3 separate regions of the Mus musculus genome follow, and all the other regions are linked to region 2. Evidence: chromatin contacts called from public promoter capture Hi-C data. All regions are on one chromosome and are shown on one strand. Each heading gives the region's core, a stretch centred on a gene start, on an enhancer-like site or on the middle of the called end of the contact. The rest is flanking DNA. Distances are from core to core; before and after follow the strand shown. Region 1 holds the start of Armh2 (armadillo-like helical domain containing 2). Region 2 holds the start of H4c6 (H4 clustered histone 6). Region 3 holds the start of Mrs2 (MRS2 magnesium transporter).

Region 1 (4,507 bases), core at 878-3,377, 1.2 Mb after region 2:
CACACACACACACACACACCCCACACACAACTGAGCATCAGAGCATAATCACAGTGCCTGATTTACTAAGACAGTGAAATCAAGGTCTCAGGGGTTAAGCTGTAGAAATAGCTCAGTAATTAAGAGAACTTGCTACCTTCCAGAGGGCCCCAGTTCACCCAAGTCAGACAACTCACAACCATCTGTAAAGTTTAGCTTCAGGGGAATCCAGTGTCCTCTTTTGGCCTTTGAAAGCACTTGTACTCATGTATGGACACATACACACACACACACACACACACACACACACACATATCCACTACATCAAGTTCAATTACACTAGGACATACACCTTGCCTCTAAGTATTTGTATATATTGGAGTTGGGGATTTGGAGTGTGTGTTTTGAGACAAGGTTTCAGTTAGTTAAGTCTGCTTCAGACTCACTACTTTTGCAGTATGTGGTATAGGTATGGGGTGAGGTTTATGTGAGCGTACCTGTGGGTGCCGGCAGAGTGTAACCAAAAAGAAAAAAAAAATCTTTAGGGGCCGGAGAGATTGCTCAGTGCTTAAGAAAACTCCATGTTCTTGCGAAGGACCCTGGTTCACTCTATAGACGTCCATGGCAGCCCATAATCAATCTATAACTGCAGGGAATCCAATGCCCTCTTCCAACTTCCAAGTCAGAAGGCATACATGTGGTATTTAGACATACATACTGGCAAAGCTTATACACATAAAAACGGAAAACGAGACAAATCTTTTAGTTTAAAAAAAAAAAAAGATGGAACTTGCCTAGGGTTCCAAATCTACTTCTGGCCAGTGCCTGCACATTCCTGTGTATAACCCCAACTCACAGCCACACTTGTAGAGACCTTGTCTCCAAATGTGCGTTTGTGTGTGTGCGTGTGCGCCTGTGTGTGTGCGTGTGCGCCTGTGTGTGCGCCTGTGTGTGTGTGTGTGTGTGTGTGTGTGTGTGTGTGCGTGTGTGTGTTTGATAGGGGCTGAGAGAGTATGTCCTTGTGTGACCCTGATGCAGTGCTGTACACTTATGGTCCCAGCTGACTTAACTGGGAGGCTGATACCGGAGAATCACTTGAGCTTGGGAATTTAAGATCATTATAGTCAAATGGCAATGTCCGGTCTGAAGACAATCTAAACACATGAAATTGAGTGTTCAGGATGTAGCCGTTATTTAAAGCTGCCGTGTGAGCTCAGCTGATCTATCCAGAGGAAAGATGGAATACACAGAATCAAGAGTGGTTTGGGGGCTGGAGAGACGGCTCAGCGGTTAACAGCACTGACTGCTCTTCCAGAGGTCCTGAGTTCAACTCCCAGCAACCACATGGTGGCTCATCACCATCTGTAATGAGATCTGGTGCCCTCTTCTGGTGTGTCTGAAGACAGCTACAGTGTACTCGTGTACATAAAATGAATAAATAATTCTTTGAAAGAAAGAAAGAGAGAAAGAGAGGAAGAAAGAGAAAGAGAGAGAGAGAGGAGAAAAGAAAGGAGTTGTTTTGGCTTTTTGGGACAGGATCTTGCTATATATGGCCCAAGTTAGCATCATCGTACTCAAAGGCCTGTTGCAGAAGCTTCCCAAATGCTTGAATGATAGGTGGATACCACCACACCCAGCTGAAAGACTTGACTTAAAGCCCAGATCCTTGTATATACACCTTAGGGGATCTAGTTGGCGATGTACTAAGGGAAGAATAGAGGAGTAGTGTCTTTTAGGGGATTGGGAGAAGTTAGCTACCACCACAGGCACAGAAGGAAAGAAGACATGGGCAGACAGGTGGGTAGATACAACGGAAGGGACAGATGATTCTCTTGATGGCTTCAGCTCTGTCATCAAAACGGGAAATCTACGATGTAAACAAAAACAAGCCTTGCAGGTTTCAGAAAAAGCCACTCAGAAGCTAGTGGGCAGATCAAGGAGAAGAAAGTCCCCAGTGAGCCAGCATAAGACAGTTGTGAGCTATGTGTTGGGGTCCCAGAGACGCTCAGGTGGCTTTTGTTCTAGTCCTACGGGGCCTGGAATGCCAGGCTAGGAACCTCGTGTTTATTGCTTCTGGCCCCTCTGTTCTTTTTGTTCTACCAGGTTGCCAGGCAGTGCCCTAAATTCCGTTCTATCTCCTTGCGGGGCAGTGCTCCAGTGCTACTGACTGAACTCCAGCCTCGCCTACACACAGGAGCACCAATGTCCTATGAGAATTGGGGTATTTGTGGACGGATTTGCAGTATTTGCAGTCAGACATGTCAACTCTTCAGAACCCTGTCGGAGAGCCTCAGAAGTTTCTGGGATAATAAGGTGAAGAGACGGTTTTTTGCTTCACCGCAAAAGGAAGAGGTGCCAACCTCCACGGCCGACTACATTTTTCACAGAGAAAAGATTCTGGAGCTTGGCAGCATCCTGAAGAATAAAAGACTATCCCTTGATAAGAGAGCTCAGGCTGCCCAGAAAATCGGACTACTGTCTTTCACAGGTACTGCTTCACCACTGTGCTAACACTATAGGTGCTTCAGTCTGCTTCTGCTAGTTAGAGCCCAGCAGTTTAGTGGGGATTATTAGTGTTGTTTATCATCATCACCACCACCACCACCACCATCATCATCACCATCATCATCAAGATGTAATTGTTTTGTTTTGTTTTGTTTTGTTTCTTTTTCGAGACAGGGTTTCTCTGTGTGGCCCTGGCTGTCCTGTAGCTCCTGCTGTAGGCTAGGATGGCCTTGAACTCAGAGATCTGGCTGCTTCTGCTTCCCCCATGCTGAGACTAAAGGCATGCACTACCATGCCTAGCTTTGTGATAGAATTTTGATGACATATATAAGTACCAAATATTTTCTTGTTATAGTTTGTAAAGTAAACAGACAGACAGGCATGGCACTGTGCATCTATAATCACAGGGCCAGGAGTGGCGTTACACAACTGTTATCACACAGCCAGGCATGGTGGTACACATATATATTCACAAAGCCAGATGTGGTAGTACACATCTGTATTTCCCAGCTTGGGAAGAAGAAGCAGAAAAGTTTCTGCAGGTCTGAGGATAACCTGGTCTACACAAGGTCAGCCAAGGCTACAGAAAAATAAGAAAAAAAGAAAGAAAGAAAGAAAGAAAGAAAGAAAGAAAGAAAGAAAGAGAGAGAGAGAGAGAAAAGAAAAAAAAAGACTTGTCTCAAACCCTTTGTTCAAATAAGACAAAGCATTACATAGAAAAAGTGTCTTTGATCTCCCCACCCTCCTATATAGTCCTCAAGGCACAGGGAGCAGAGATGTTGAACGGGTGTTTGAAAGCCCTGTGAGTACCTAAGATAAAAGACCACGCTGGGACCAGATGTCAGTAGGCAGATCAACTTTACTTAGGGTTACTCAAGGCTTATAAAGTTTTGGGGGTCCGAGGATGAACAAAGACTGGGGGTCAGGGTCCCGGGAAAGCCTCATTAGCATAGCGAAGCATTTCGGGAATCTCGGGCTGGCTCAACAGGTTTTATCAGGAGAAAGGAAACCCATCACATAAACTGAGGTTATGTGACATGCATATGTGTAGTGTAGGCTTCCCCAGACAAGGTCAGAGAAAGAGAAGCCCTGCTAAGAGGAGTCTTCCATATTGCCCCAAGCCCAGAGGCTATCCTATCGTGGTGGACTTCTACCTTAATTCGTAGTATTTAATCCTTATGATCATCTTTTAATAAAATAATTGTTGGCATCCTGCTAGAATGGAAGATATCCTGAGGCACCGGAGACCAAAACGCCACATAGCTCTGAGGTGGGACAATGTCCCAATGGAAAGGTATCCTGAGACAGAAGAGCCCAGGAACCACGCCCTCTGAAAGGAAGCCTTGCGGCCCTAAGGATATCCCAGACTAAGCTGGACTGCTACAGTGTGACAGTGTAACAACTGTTTCACTGCTCTGGCTTTATAGCCCCCAGGGGAGGGTACTCCCAGCTGAGGCTCAGGAGCTCAGGAGCCCAGGAGCCCAGGAGCCCAGGAGCCTCAGTCGGGCTCCACTTCTTGGTTTCTTGGCTTCTGCAGATGACTCACACCAGGGAGCAAAGGAAAGAGGTTATATCAGGAGACCAGAATTCAAGAGCAGCTGCCCCTGCTCCAGGGAGAAGACAGCAGGAAGCCAAATAGGCAGGGCTTATACAGGATTTCTCCGGGCGGGGAGGGAGGAGGGGAGCAGCGGAGCTTTCCAGGTGGAGATTTCCAGGGCGAGGATTGGTCAGATTTCAAGTCCTGAGCTTGGGGGAGCTCAAGGATTGGTGGGTCTTCCTATTCAAGGATTAGTGGGATTTTTTTTTCCATATAAGATGTTGGGGTCTGGGTACTCTCTCGCCTTGGGACTGGAAAATGATAGTAACACCCATAGAAAATGACCATTAGTGCCTTTAGGGGCATCTGGAGCGGGGCAGGACCTGGCTGCAGAAGCTCTCAGTCAAGGGCCTGGCCACTTTCCTGCCTTGAGGGTTTACAAAGCTTACAAAACCTTCTCTGCTGCTTGAGTTGGCAAGAAGAGCC
Region 2 (4,470 bases), core at 1,822-4,321:
CAACTTAAATGGATGACACAGTTGTGTGTTAGAAACTCTTTAGAGCAATGATTAGTGAGAGGGGGGCTGGCGGGGGTGGGGTGGGGTGGGGAGAGAGAGAGAGAGAGGGAGAGAAAGAGAGGGAGAGAGAGAGAGAGAAAGAGAGGGAGGGAGAGAGAGAGAGAGAGAGAGAGAGAGAGAGAGAGAGAGAGAGAGGGAGAAAGAGAGGGAGGGAGGGAGAGAGAGAGATCCTTTGAGCAGGTAAGTATAAACCCGGTGGGAGAAGCTAGAAGCTTCATGATTCACTGCTCCAAGGCATTGCCCTGGGTCTTGAATTTGAAGTGAGCTGGAGTGGGTGGATCTATGAACAGAGTATTTCAGACTTTAGCAAAGGTCAACAGAGATGCCAGATTAAGATATGTACAAGGGACAGTCAAAAGTTTAATACTATAGAGAGGGAGAGCAGTATGTGAGGGCAGGCGTAGCAGTATGTGAGGGCAGGCGTGGCAGTATGAACAAAGAAACTTTAATATAAACAGTATAGAGAACATGTGAATAAGAAATAAGAACAGGACTAAGCTGGATGTTATGGTGGGAAACAGTTAGGTTATGTTAGTTGTGTGTACTAAATAAAAATAAAGTATGCTGTAACAATGTAATGACAAAGTGTAATTGCTTTTTGTAGCTAAGAAAAACCGATTTGCAGCACGCAGGCAGAGACCTTGATGCTGTATCAGTAAAAACTATTGTATTTTGCTTTTTAACCAAAACAATTATGTGCTGTTTTGGCTGCATGCATTAAAATAAAAAATAAAAAATGAAAAATGAAAAAAACAAAACAAAACAAAACAAAACAAAACAAAACAAAACAAAACACCAGCTGCCTCCTGAAACATGCAAAGCAACAAACAAATTCAAGACTTGCCTGAGAGCCTTTTTGCCACTTGCTTTTGAGTTAGGTGCCATTGTAAACTAATGCTTGTCATTATACTAAATAAATCTTAAACAGTACCATTGATTTTATGCAGGATACATCATAGTAATGTGTGAAATGGCTTACCAAGTTCAAAAACATAGGTGGCAGACACTGCAGACACTAACACCCAGAATAGATGACAGGGACCATCATTTCCCTCCTTACTAGTTGCCTGCCCGTCCTGTTTGCCTTATCAGACCCAGAGTAAACTAAGTATATACTCTAAGTGATACTTTCAGATTTTCTTCTTGTACTGTGTGCCCTTGTCTAGGCTTGTGGGGAATAAACTGAGTTTCACTACACTGTACAAAATTTATAAATAATAATATTGATGTATCAAACATAAAAGTGGATGTTATGTCTAGAATGTGGACTCAGAGAAAAGCTTCAGACAGAGAAGCAAGCGATTTGTCTAGAGTCAGCCTGCTGCTTAGAACTGAAGTTGAGGTTTTCTGAAAGCAAGCTCTTTCTAGTAAGTTTTAGATGGTGAATTGTTTACAGATTATGTTTAAAATCTACTAGGCTGAGAAGATTTCAAAGGTACTTTTCTCCAAAGCTAAGGCTTTGTTTGTAACTGTTATATGGGTATTCTTGATCAAATAATTAATCAAATCTAATTGTTGCAGATATTTAGAGGAAAGTCAATTTTGTCTTTATAGCTTTTAATTTTATTCATACTAAGTAATTGCTGTGTGTTAGGTTCTATAATTGGCACTGGCAGTACTTGGTTCAGGTAGAAAGGTGAAGGTTGAAAAAGACATTACATTCTTATGAGAACAAACCACACGTGTACAGATGGAAATTTCATTTGGAAGAAAAGATGTGTTGTTCAGTCTAGTTGGGAGTATAATTCATGGTTATGGATGAGGTCATAGAGGCAAGACAGATGTCAGATAAAACACAGGAGTTTGGGTTTTATTTTTTAGATGCAGGATAATCAGTTAAGAAAATTTTATTTTTGTACAAAAGAGATGAAAACTATTTAAAATTGCTTAAAAAACACTGCAGGGGAAAAGATAACTCATCATTAAAATAATTTGAAAAGGACCCAGAAAGCATACAGAAGAATGAGAAAAACAGGATGTGTGCCAGGAAGCATGTAATCTTGATATTGCTAAGTTAGGAATATAGGGTCACTAGTGTGCTTTTGGGCCCATCATTTTGACTGCGGGAGTGGTTGTGATCTCATGTATAGCAGGAGCTGTAAATTTGGAAGTCAACAAGCCATTTAGTAGTCGAATCCTTCTCAATGTGGAAAGCCTGGCTCATAGCAGGGTAACAAGTCTAAGTTGCTAAGTAATAAGGCCACTTAAAAAATATGAACCAGTCTGTTAACTAGTAATGGAGTTTTCCCTCTGGAGCAACGTTGTCAGGAAGAGCTGGCAGCCTTGAGCTTTAGCCCAGAAGTGAAACGTTAGGGTTGTAATCAAGGATACAGGGGAAAGAGCACACAGGTTAAAACAGCTCTTTAGGCCTAAGAATTTTGTTCATCATCTCTTCAAAAGTATCTTTTGCCCTTTGTATTTAGCACCTTCAAGGGAATAAGACTCAGCTTAAGCACTGGGAGAAAGCAGTAGACCTTGTCTGGATTTGATGTGTTATAATTACTACAAACTACTGGGGAAGCACTTTCATTGCCTAGATTTACCTTTTGAAAAGTCTCAGCCGCCATTTTGAACTTTAGGGACAGAACAATTACAAGTCGAGAAATGCAAACAGCTTTTTATGACAAAGTGGGTGGCCCTGAAAAGGGCCTTTGAGAAAGAAGCTCCAGGTGAGCTTAACCGCCGAATCCGTAGAGGGTGCGGCCCTGGCGCTTGAGCGCGTAGACCACGTCCATGGCGGTGACGGTCTTGCGCTTGGCGTGCTCCGTGTAGGTGACGGCGTCGCGGATCACGTTCTCCAGGAACACCTTCAGCACACCGCGGGTTTCCTCGTAGATGAGACCGGAGATGCGCTTCACTCCTCCGCGCCGGGCCAGGCGGCGGATGGCGGGCTTGGTGATGCCCTGGATGTTATCGCGAAGAACCTTACGGTGGCGCTTAGCGCCGCCTTTGCCCAGGCCTTTTCCTCCCTTACCACGACCAGACATGGCTATGGAGCACTGAGTTGAAATTCCTTAAGCGCCCTCTACAGCTGGTATATATATGGCGAATGCGGACCTTTTAGAGGACTGAAAAGGCGCGGGCGGGAAGGTGATTCTGTATCCGCCCCTCTAACTCACTGGCTGAATCCTATTGCTAGGCGGAAGGCACAGCCCCTGTGGCGAGGGGAATATGAGTTTTCCGCTTTTCTCTTGGAGTTCTTAGTCACTAGTTTGTGTCCTTCAGGAGCGTACTTGTAGGTTCTGACAACCGATAGTTTATAATTCTCCCAGCCACTCATCATTTTTAAAAAGGAGGTTGTTATCCATACACTTATCTACAAAACCGGATATAGTACAGTAAGGTTATCTTTTAGGTGGAAGATTTACGAAAATGTAACTTCTAAAATTTTGCAAGCATTATTAAATCTCACTTATGAAGCTCTTTGCATTTCTCAGAGGCTTGCACATAGCTCTGTTTTCAAGTCTACAAAGGGCACTAGTATTGATTGAATATATACTGCTTCCCTTTTTTTTTTTTTTTTTCTCGAGACAGGGTTTCTCTGTGTAGCCCTGGCTGTCCTGGCACTCACTCTGTAGACCAGGCTGGCCTGGAAAGATGGAGACTTGCTCAGAGTTGAAGATCTAATCTTTTTAATAAACGCTATTGTTGCTGGGGAGGACTTTTGTGTTTCATGACCGGTAGCCACCGTTTTCTTTTTAGCCTCTGTAGTACTGGTTTGAGCCCCATCCTTGTGTAGAGAGAGGCCATCTTGAAGATGTGCTTTGGCTATTGCTTGTGTGAGACGTTTCTATGATAATGGTAGAGAAACAAACAAACAAACAAAAAACCCAAAAAAACAAAAAAACAAAAGTAACTACCATGTACTCAGGATGTGCTTATCCCAATTACCCCACAGAACTTTTCTATGCTTCTTTCCAGAAAATCACCAGTCCTCACCCCACTCACTCTGTACATACCAGAATGCCAAAACTAGTGTGAGTACAGTGGGGTTAAATAGCACAGTGGATTCCTCTCCCCCACCCAAGGAACTCAAAGGTCACTTAAGGGAAACTAAGTTCAGGCTGTGAAGTGTGACATGACATCAGCTCAGCATATTCCTTCCTGCTGCCTAGTAAGTACCCCAGTGAAGCAGCCATATCCCAATTGCATTGACCTTGCCCTGAAACTTGTTGAGCACAGTTTCAGTTATCTAGACTGTAGATGGGGATGTATTTGCACATTGGAGAATGGGCTTTTCTAAAAAATCGAGGACTTAGAATACTCCTCAAGTATGCAAGATGCTATTTAGCTTCCACACACAGTTAAAAGGTGTTACAGAGGGGAGAGAGAAGTGGGAGGGGGGTTTTTAAATATTTAAAGGCTCCCATTTTAGAAAATGAACTTAATACATACTCTTTTGTACTTGGA
Region 3 (4,488 bases), core at 346-2,845, 1.5 Mb after region 2:
CCATCTTCTTACCCACCACTTCCATGTACTAAACTCATACAACTTGTTAACTGAGGTCTGTCTGTCCTTGCTCTGTGATTAGAAAGGTCAGTTGGGGCTGGGGCAACCAGTGCCTGTCTAAAATGCACAAGGCCCTGGGCTTTGTCCAAAGCACTGTACAAAAGTAATAAAATAACACTTACATTTGTTTATTGGGTGTGTTTGAGTACTGTGGAAGTCAGAAGTCTATTCTCTCCTTCTACCATGTAAGCTCTAGGGACAAGAGTCACAAGTTAAGTTCCTGGGTCTTACAGACCACTTGGTTCCCAAGTATTATCAAGGGAGGAAAAAAGCTTGTGGCAAAAGACCTGGGTGTGGGGAAGGGGGTGTTGACTGACAGCAGCTCATTATGGGAAAAATTTAAGTACAATTCAAAAAAGAGTAGTAGCCCAAACCACTCTTGTCAGGACTGTTTCTGTGCAGTCACATTTGTGGAAAACGCTGTCCTCAGGTTTCACCAAAGCATCAGCAAAGAAAGACTCCTCTGTCTTCCCCCAGCGTTTTTTGCTCCCTTGGCTGGCTACTTGCAGAGTAGACTTCGCCAAGGGTTAATTAATGCTCATCACTGGCTTCACATTCAAACTCAGTTCTAGGAATTCCCTACTTTATTCCAAGGCAACTATGTAACTGTATCAATGTGCCCAGAAGAAAGTAACATAATAAACAGAATTAATAACACCCCAACCTTGCTAATTGTAGCTTCCTGCTGCCCAACATCGACTTTGGTCTGGGCTCCACAGCAGAGTTTCAAGCCAGCTTGGATTACTGTGAGACCACGACTCGAAACAAACAAAACTCCCACCTAACAGAATTCTGGGACACGAAAATAGAAGGGAGCATAAGGAAGTAAAAGGGCCAGTAGGATGAGGGGGTTTCAGGAAAAAGTATGTATAAAAGTGCTGTCATAAACCCTTTACTTTGGGCTGAGCAGATGGCCAGCAAAATGCATGCCGCCAAGCCCTGCGTTAAGACAACTGATTCGAGCAAGCTGTCATCTGACCTCCACATACAAACTCAGAGAAGGCCGTTTAAATGCTAATTTTAAAACAATAACAAAACAAACGAAAGTAGCCAATGAGGCGGTTAACGCTTCTAACGGCTTCATTCAGAAGGATGAGACCGGACTGCTGTCAATTGGCGGCCAGCCTGGGCAACACAAGGAGACCCTGTCCCAATAAGCAAGAAACCGCAATCAAGTCCTCGCAGTGCTGGCCGGAGCACTGAGGGCCGGGTGAGCCCGGCAAGGCCGAGCGGCGGTGAGGATGGCGGGGCCAAGGGCAGGCGGGACAGAGGCCGCCGGGGCCCCGCGGGACGCGCGTACCTGCAGCGCGGGCTGTGCTCGACGCTTTCGGGCTCCGGGAGCGCAAAGGGGTCGCGCGGCCGCCGCAGGCAGCGAGGCTCAGGCGCGCGACCGCCGTCCACAGGGCCCTCCGGGGCTGCGCGGCGCGGGGCAGCAGCCCGGGCAGGCAGCGCAGGCATTCCATGGCGCGCGGGCAACCGGGAAGCCGCCCCAGGACGCCGGTCCGACATGCCGGAACTCGGGTCAACCGGCTCACCGCGACAACCGCGCACCGCGCCTGCGCGAGCCGTCCCGCGCCTGCGCGCTGCCGTCCACGCATGCTCCGGCGTGGTGTCTGGTGACTGCCGACCCGGTCTGCGTCCGTAACAGAGCCAGGACGTGCAAGTGTGAAGGTAGACTGACCAAAGCAGCTCAGCTCCGAAAGTGTCCATTGTTTCGAGGAGCTGCGGATTGATTCTACTTTCTGGAAAGGTCCCCTATGTATCTATGTATGCACAAATATACAGTTGGGAGATGAGGAAGTTACCACTATTAGTAAATCAAATAAGTTTTATTTAAGGCTACTGTGTTTAAAACTCACTTTGAAGGGACAGTGCGTTAAGCTTTTGCTGTAGAACAAGGAAAAGCCCAAGCGAGCAGTGTGCTGGCGCATAGCTGCAATCCCTCCAGAGTTCAAGGTCATTCTTAACTAGAGTGTAAGGCCAGTCTGCACTACTTGATATCAGTCTAGTTAATCACACCCCTCAGCCCGCCCCCAGAGAAAATAAATATTTGTCAATAGACTTGTTGTTTACATCACAATACTAAAGACAGACTTGAGTTTCAGAACTTTCTTCACTGATATATGAACATGGAGCTATGGGGATGTTGGACTATTTATCTTGCCGGGCACTAAGGATTGAGTAGAACAGTGGGAAGCTGTGGACAAAAGGAAAGTTCCAGAAGAGACCATGGATGTTTGGCTTGGACACCGAGAGCTAGAAGTACTTTAAGCATTGCTAGTAGGACGAGCCTTGAATGTACAGAAAGGACATGATAGAGGTTTCACTTCATTAGAACTTTGATGTGCTAAATCTTTGAAAAACATGTGCCAGGAAATAGTCATTCAAGAAAAATAATTATTTAAAAAACACTTCATTGCCGCCGCCCCCTACCCCGCACCATGACATGACCTTTGAAAAACATTGGGCAAGTGCTGGCAGCTGTTCAGACACATGGTCTTGTTAATAGTCCAATTTATGTTTATTGGTTTTTTGTTTTATTTTGTTTTGTTTTTCGAGACACGGTTTCTCTGTGTAGCCCTGGCTGTCCTGGAACTCACTCTGTAGACCAGGCTGGCCTTGAACTCAGAAATCCGCCTGCCCCTGCCTCTCGAGTGCTGGGATTAAAGGCGTGCGCCAACCATGCCCGGCTTTATTTAGGTTTTTAAAAGCAGGGTTAGGACATTGAACAGAACACCTTGGACATGTCAGGCCAATGTGGCACGTTGTTACTCAGGACTCAAAACTGTCTGAGCAGTAAAGCACATATTAGGTCATTGTATCCAGCCCTAGAATTAGCACCAAATCTAGGACTTTTCTCCACCATGAAGTTGTTAAAAGAAAAGGTAAAGCCACTGCAAATTAAGGGAGAAAATGGACAAACAGCACATCAGGTTAACTGCAACAAGACAAAACGAAAAACCAACCAAACCAACCAACCAACAAACAAACCAACAAACAAACAAACAAAAACAAAAACAAAAAAACCCACCCATGACTATAGTATTCTATCTGAAAAAAAAAATCAAACCAACGTCAAGCTGGGTGTAGTGGTATGTGCTATAACCTAAGCCCATGGGAAATGGAAGCTGAGCAACTAGAGTCAAGGCTAGCCTCGGCTACATAGTAAGGTCCAGGCTAGCCTTATCCGAAAAACAAAATCAATCGGTCTCCTGCAGAGGGGATCCATCTTGCCTTGTATCCTAACTAGTCCCCTCTACACCTCAAGGTGGGATTGAACTTTACGCTGCTTAAGCCTCAAGGTGGGGTTGACCGGTAGGATCCGCTTCCAGGGTTAGGGCCTCACATCCTATCCTGCACCTCCTCTAAGCTGCGAAGCTCGGAGATCCCTCTCCTTCTAAGTTCTTTGGGTTGCCTGGCAAAAGCTTATTAAAGATGTAAGAGATCTTTTGGTTTGGGACATTTGGAGTCAACACCAGTGTTCTGGACAATTTTATTTAGAAAGGAGTCATGAGCTACTGACTATGGCAGAGGGCAAAGCTTCCAGACCAAATAAAGTTAACATTTTCTATGCCACATTGAGGCTTTCCTAGGGCAACCCTTTGTGGGGGCTCAGATCTGCTGCTTCTCCTCTTGGTTTGTTCCCAATCCCAGCTCCCAGCCCTAATGATCAGCGTCCTGATAACCCTGACATGTGAGCCATGCATTGCAGGAAGCGGGTGCCTGGTGGCTATGGGCCAGGGCTTGGGGACAGCCACACTTTCTGCAACACTATGCAATTCCTGGAGCACCTGCCAGGATCAAAGCCATGATGGAGCCTGCAGGCCAAGAGCCAGGCCCAACCCTGCTGGCTGGAGAAGCGTTTTGCCCTTAACTTCCCTGGCCACAGTCAGCCCTGTCCCATGGCCTCAGTCTGTCCAGTAGCTCCCATGCCCACTGTCCCTGCCTCCATGGGGCTTGCTAGGGTTTTTATACCTAGAGAAACGTTCCCCTCCCCTCTGGGCCTCCTTTTACTCTGACCTGTGAATATTTTTAACTCTGTAAATAAGACCAGCTCTTGGAAAACAGAGACTATTTTATCAGCTGTCAGTCCTTTTCTTGTTCGATGATGCACCCCACAGGACATTTCTACTCAGGCTCTAAGGAACAAATAAAAGTGTTTTGAAGGTCTTCCACCAGGAAGCCCTCTCAGCTTTCATCATTCAGGGCAGCCGTCATTGGAACTGAAGGCTCCTCTGAGAGGGTTGGCCTTTCTCCCATCTGGTGCTTCCCTCTTTTCAGAGGTGGACAACACCTGGCTTCTTGGGACCTGTTGGGGCAGCTGTTTCCCTTTCGTTGGTTTCTGCAGTAGTAGGAGCTATTGGCTCTTTCAGCTTGCTTATCTCTGGGGTTCCACCACCCTAAGAACTTTATGTATTAAAAAAAGGT

Evidence for each region. Promoter capture Hi-C pulls out the DNA fragments that hold promoters and counts their contacts.
Region 1: a promoter capture Hi-C map of liver shows a contact between it and region 2, with 4 times the contacts expected there. The contact joins the promoter of Armh2 here to the promoter of H4c6 in region 2. A contact is called at or near these places in 4 of 39 promoter capture datasets (cranial neural crest, hippocampal neurons, liver and 1 more).
Region 3: a promoter capture Hi-C map of liver shows a contact between it and region 2, with 2.9 times the contacts expected there. The contact joins the promoter of Mrs2 here to the promoter of H4c6 in region 2. A contact is called at or near these places in 3 of 39 promoter capture datasets (liver and pre-B cells).

The regions. Positions count from the first base shown.
Region 1 is chr13:24,739,094-24,743,600 of GRCm38.p6, forward strand. It overlaps Armh2 (armadillo-like helical domain containing 2), which reads left to right and starts at 2,128. Exons shown (of 2, transcript NM_001370932.1): 1 at 2,128-2,467. The coding sequence starts at 2,182.
Region 2 is chr13:23,548,597-23,553,066 of GRCm38.p6, forward strand. It overlaps H4c6 (H4 clustered histone 6), which reads right to left and starts at 3,072. Exons shown (of 1, transcript NM_175655.3): 1 at 2,690-3,072. The coding sequence starts at 3,047. The coding sequence ends at 2,736.
Region 3 is chr13:25,018,722-25,023,209 of GRCm38.p6, forward strand. It overlaps Mrs2 (MRS2 magnesium transporter), which reads right to left and starts at 1,596. Exons shown (of 11, transcript NM_001013389.2): 1 at 1,361-1,596. The coding sequence starts at 1,523.